Regions from separate parts of the Mus musculus genome. Here region 1 is linked to region 2. Evidence: chromatin contacts called from public promoter capture Hi-C data. All regions are on one chromosome and are shown on one strand. The core of a region is the stretch at or near the end of the contact, and the rest is flanking DNA. Distances in the headings are between cores, read along the strand shown.

Evidence for each region. Promoter capture Hi-C pulls out the DNA fragments that hold promoters and counts their contacts.
Region 1: a contact with region 2 is called in a promoter capture Hi-C map of embryonic stem cells, with 5 times the contacts expected there. The contact joins the enhancer-like site here to the promoter of Adcyap1 in region 2. A contact is called at or near these places in 6 of 39 promoter capture datasets (the C10 cell line, cranial neural crest, embryonic stem cells and 3 more), 1 of 484 Hi-C or Micro-C datasets (cortical neurons) and 2 of 115 datasets of contacts at active chromatin or transcription factors (embryonic stem cells and stem cell-derived neural progenitor cells).

What each region holds. Positions count from the first base shown.
Region 1 is chr17:94,650,463-94,653,363 of GRCm38.p6, reverse strand. No RefSeq gene overlaps it. Among named protein-coding and RNA genes, the nearest start is that of Mettl4, 98 kb to the left of the region's middle. Within about 2 kb of position 1,308, at least 3 of the 459 cell types and tissues checked have an H3K27ac peak or open chromatin away from gene starts, as enhancers often do. A contact at or near this core is called in embryonic stem cells, where this site is marked.
Region 2 is chr17:93,197,817-93,200,516 of GRCm38.p6, reverse strand. Adcyap1 (adenylate cyclase activating polypeptide 1) reads right to left here and starts at 1,349. Exons shown (of 5, transcript NM_009625.3): 1 at 895-1,349; 2 at 397-504. The coding sequence starts at 503. The region is part of intron 1 of Gm32465 (a long non-coding RNA gene); the gene reads left to right.

The DNA.
Region 1 (2,901 bases), core at 59-2,558, 1.5 Mb before region 2:
CTAAGTGGGGGAGGTAGTGAAGATATTTTTTTTTTTTTTGGATGAAAAGAGTTGAAATGTTGGGGTTCTAGTGCAGGAATTATTAGGAACAAACAATGGCTAGTGGCAAACTGGAAGTGCTTGGTGCTTTGTGTAATCATTAAAATTTAACTACTGATTTGCCAGTCCACAAATAATTGGAGATACTGAATAACTTTTCATTAACTGTATTTTTTTTTTTTTTTTTGCTTTGAAATTTTGGCAGTAGACAAAAAAGAAAAAAAAATAAAAATCAAGGGTGGAAATGAGCAGAGGCTCTATCTATTGATGTTGGAATTCTTGACTTGGAGCAAAATGGTAAATGGAGAAGAGGCAAATTCTATTGGCATTTTAATTCTATCTTCACTCACACAGTCTTCCTTATTTAAAGAAATGGGTAAAGTAGTAGCACTTGCCTATAATCCCAGCACTTGCATCACAGATGTAGGAATATTCCAAGTTTGATGCAAGCCTGAGCCTAATAGCAAGACTGGAGTCAGGGAGGGACACGATTCTTTTAGCATTAAACAGAGTAATACATTTAACATGATAGCAGAATCCCAAGGAGCCAGTAGAAGGTGTAAGTAGAGATGTTCCTTTCCACACATTTCAAGGATGCCTTCTGAAAACAAAGATGGAGAAGATTGGGAAGTGATGTTTAGTAGCTCTGGGAAAGGGTTTGCGATGAAGCATGTTTGGACGTGTATGTACTTTACACTGTAAGCTACTTGGCAGTAGAAGCTTTCCTGGACTCAAACATTTCAAGTTCCTACAGGATGCAGCTCAGCTGTGACCACAGGTGCTCCCTTTGTGGAGGTTTCTGGGCTTGTGTCTGTGTGTTTACACCAGTGCTTTCTGATCCCTGGTTCCACTGTGGGCTCTTGATGTGTATCTCCCCTTTAGCATACTCTTCAGTCTGCATTGCTCTGCACCCATCTTTCTTCTGGAGATCCTTCAGTCACCTCAGGAGGAGAAGCAGAGCTCTTCCTATTGTTTCTTTTTTGGCTGGGAAAAATTGGTCTTCAGAAAAACTTTTCAATCCTGTTCTCCACCCCTGCTGCTTGAGTAAGATCAGAACTAGGATTGTGAAAACTTGCGAACAGAAAAACATGTACATTCCAATGCTGTTTGAGCACATACATGAAACGCATATCTGTTTTGCAGGATGATTTTCAGTAGCTGTTGCTTTTATACTTGATGCTTTGGTGTGCTGCTACACACGCTCCAGTGTAGTTTGCTTGGCAGGCTGAGAGGCCTGGGAGCACTCACGAGGCAAAGAGTTTCAGAAAAACTCACCTCCTGGAACCTTGGCATTCTCATAACCTGTATACTCATACGCTATCCCCGAGTTAGTCGGTGTATGGATCCACGGGCTCTCTTTTAGTATTATTTTGTTATAAGTGCCTTTTAAGATTGAATTCTGACATAGTTAAGTCTTTGCCAGTGTTCCAATGTCCCAGAAAAATCCTTGAAGCCAACAAACTTGGAATTCAGTAGGAATTCAGTAAGAAGGTTACCTATTCAGTAACATTCAAATTTACTTCTAGTAGAGAAGGTGAAACTAATTAGGCACTGCAAAGAACTGAGCGGGAATAGCTCAGGGCTGGTCTGCAGAGTGTTTACTTGAGACAATAGCCAGTCTTACCCGGACAAAGGAATTCACAATGGCCTAGCGAATAGGTGGGTTTACCATGAAAGAGTTAGGGAATCCCCCTGAGACAGGTTTCTTCACTAGGCCCAAAGAAACAGCATAAATCAGGCATTTACTAAGAACCCCTGGTGGTGGGTTTAACAATAGACTAGCATTATACCTGGCCCCCTTCTTAGTGGCAGTGGCCTGGTCCCCACCTTCTTTTGATGTATACATTCCTTATGTTTTGTGTCACTGTAACTCGGCAGATGTATCTCGCCTGGTTTCTTGTTATTCTTCTGTATAAAAAGTTCGATGCTCGATTTGACAAATTACATTCAGATTCTACATAATCTCCTGTGTTGCATCTGTCTGTCATTCATTTGACTCCTTGTCCACCTGTAACCAGAGACCCGTTCTATGCAGACAAGGGACCGAGAGGGTCTGCAGCAGTGTGCCACACCTCCTGGCTGGAGTTTGGCATAGTTAAAATCACTGAAGCAAAAAAAAAAAAAAAAATCAATCAATCAATCAAACAAAACCAACCAACCAAAACAAAAAACCCCAAAAACCCCCAAACCCAAAAAACCACCCCTCAACCCCCTCTGATGTTCTACAGTGCAGTGTGTAGCTCCTTTTACTAAAAAGCATTGCTTTGTATTGTCAGAGGTTGGAAAGAGAGATGCAAAGACTGGATGTGAGGAGGAGCTATAATAGGATCATCAGGAAGAGAGGAGGAGTGGAAATGATCTGGGACAGGGTACCTTCCTATGGAAAGCATAGTGCCTATGGCCTTTAAAGCAAGATTTTAGTAGCTGGGAGCCATTCCTACCTTCCAAACTCTCTTCTTGCCTAAAACCTTCTAAATTGCTCTACCCCTGTCGTTCTCTACTCCATTTGGGTCCCTTGTCATCTTTGTCATGTCCTCACTACGAGAGGAGTTGCCAGAGGCCTTGCTTTTCTGCCTAGTTAGGGCTTCAGCACAAACAGGGTTCCTATTTTTAGGGGATGAATAGCATAGCAAGAGGCTTTGAAATTCAAGTGAACTATTGAAGCTCTTAGATATAATTTTAATGGGCTAGTGCCTATCTCTATATACTATATGGATTAATGATTAGGGATGGGCTAGAACTTAGGCTGTAACTATTCATAGTGTCGTATCCCAGAACCAGGGCACAAGCCTTTGTTCTCAACAGTTACCCCTCTGGAGGGCACTTTATCCCTGCACTTGGATACATCTGTATCTATCATGT
Region 2 (2,700 bases), core at 100-2,599:
CCCGGGCTTTGATCTGGGAACTGAAGTTTGCCAACTTACTCAAAGAATAGGTAGAAAAAGAAAAAAAGAAAGAAAGAAAGAAAAGCTAAGCCGGAAGGGGGGCGCACCCTGCCACCTTCACAGGGAAGATTTCTACAAAGATAGGAAACTCACTCTCTTTACCTGAGTCCCTGGGCTCCACTGGTGAGTAAGGAGGGAGTCTGTGGCTGTACTAGAGCCTGTCTGATCCTCAGGCTTAGCTAGGGACCCAAAGGGGTCCACCTAACCAAAGGCTGTAGAAATGCCTAGGTGCTCAGGAAGCGATGTTTAGGAGCCTGACATCCAGATCTGCAGGGAGGTGACCAAAGTGGGTGTCTGGCTAAGGGAAAACCTAACTTATATTAGGGAAGCACTTACCTGATCCCAGGGAAGCTGAGTCCGGCGGCAGGTGAACAGGAGACACTGCTATGCATTATTATCCCATACACCAGCAGGGCCAGCCTTGCTCCGCTACACATGGTCATTCTGCGCAGGAGAGGAAAGAGGGTATGCAGTGAGTGAAATCGCTCCTGGCTTTCTACCTTCTAACCCGAAGAAACTCTTGGGAGCTGGGGAGCCAGTGAAACTGTGACTCCCTGTGTTAAACACCAGTTAGCCACGCTGGGGCGTCCAACTACTTCTCTCTTGGTATAGTTCGAAAAAATAGCTTTGTGTGTGCCCAGCACCCAGTAACTAGCCAGACCTTGAACTAAAGAAGGCTAACTAATACACTGATGCTGCTGGCAGCACAAGGAGGGAGCCTGTAGTCAATCAATCGGTTAGTATGCTAAGAATCCCAACACACACACACACACACACACACACACACACACACACACACACACACACACAAACCCCTTATTATTAGACTCTTACGGTGTCTAGGAAAGGGTTGACTAAGTAGGACAGCGGGCAAAGGCTCCTTCGAGTTTCTGCGCTGGAATCACAACCCGAGAAGCATCAGTCACTGTCTGGAGCTGGTGTCTGGAGAGAAGCCGCGGGAATTAGCTGAAGGAGCTGGGGAGACTTGTTTGCCGAGGCTAAAATTCCGCTCAAAACTTTGTAGACGCACAAAACTAGGAGGGAGCGTGACACCGAAGGAAGTGGGCGAGGAGAGAGATGTAGAAGAGAGAGTAGGCGAGCAGCCAAAGGGAGGGGGAGCAGAGTGGACTTAAGTCCACCGGGAGAAGAAGCTAATGGGTAAGAAAAGAGGAAAAGTCAGTGGGGGGGGGGGGGAGAGGGAAGATGGCCTCTGTGGGAGACTATCTGGCAGCTTGCGGAAGTCGGGAGTCGGAGGCACCTTCTCTGCTCTGAGGTCTCAGGCTGCGTCTGAAGATGCTGCTGCTTCTGCTGCTGACAGAGGTGACTGGCCTTCTGCTCGTTTTTATATATGCAGTTAACAAAATAAGCTGTCCGAACGTGGTTTCAGGAGACACCTCTTTGTCAACATCTTTCTGCCTTCAAGTACAGAATATTTTGGTTGCACTGTTGCACTCCGATTTTTATTCATGATATGACTTCCTTTTTTTTCTCCCCCAGTCACGTAATGATCCGGTATCAGTAAAAGACGTCAGCATCCTAGTCCCTCAAGGAACATATTAACTATTCTGTGCAGTCCTCCAGGATGATAAGATCCGGAGTCATCCGCTTCTGATAAACACCTTTCACTCACACAATCCAATTTTTAAGAAGTCCAATTATTTTGATGGTTTTCGATTTCACTGATTTCTCAAAGACAAGTAAAGAACTCGTAGAATTTAGAGAATGGTGAAGTCATGTTTTTATTGAGTCCCTAATTTTTCTTAATTTTCACTCAACCCCCACCAATGACAACTCTGATCTCTAGATTTAAGCACCATCAAGATCTCCTATTAATAATTTTAATTTTGATCTCTCAATTCCTTGCATATGCTTTTTCAAATAGGCTACTAAACATGGAAGTCGTTTTGTGTTTTAAAGGAAAGAATTATAAGGATTTTCAGTAAATATCTAATGAGTCTGGCTGGGTTGACAGTCTGTCTCTGAATAGATTGATGGATGAGACTAGGATGAGAGCCTGTGGTGCTGTCCAGGCTCTTGGTGCTGAACTATTTGGGCGCAGATGCTGCAAATGTTGAAATTTGCCACTGGTTTAATTTTCACCACAGCCTCTAAATTTGAAGCTTTGGCAGTGGTGCTCTTACTGTGGGAGTTCATTGTCTAAATCACCCCGCTGTTCATATTAATCTTCCCTTGGATTCTGTGTCCACGAATGTCCCAGTGCTCAGAACCTGCTTAATCCCTGCCTCAGTGCAAAGCTTTTTCTTCTGAGTTAGTCCTAGTATTCAGATGGATCTTTACCTTTCCTGTCTACACACTTTCACACTCTCCGTGGCTCTTACTAGTTTTAAAAATTGAAACCATGTCACTGTGTTTTCTGCAATAATTGAAAATTTAAGATTGTGAGGGTGTGACGTGTGTCTCTTGAATTTCTCTTACATGTTGAATTCTGTTTAGGGAAATATAGACTCGGAATGCAGGAGGATTCCCTGCACAAGTTGTCTTGATAAAGGTTGCTACCAGGAACCCTTCCCTGGGGGATAGTTAATATTTTTAACTAAAAATAAAATGAAAAGAAGAAAGCAATGAGAAAAGATCACATTCACTGGGGACCTTCTAAGCACCTGAGTAATTTCAGAAGAT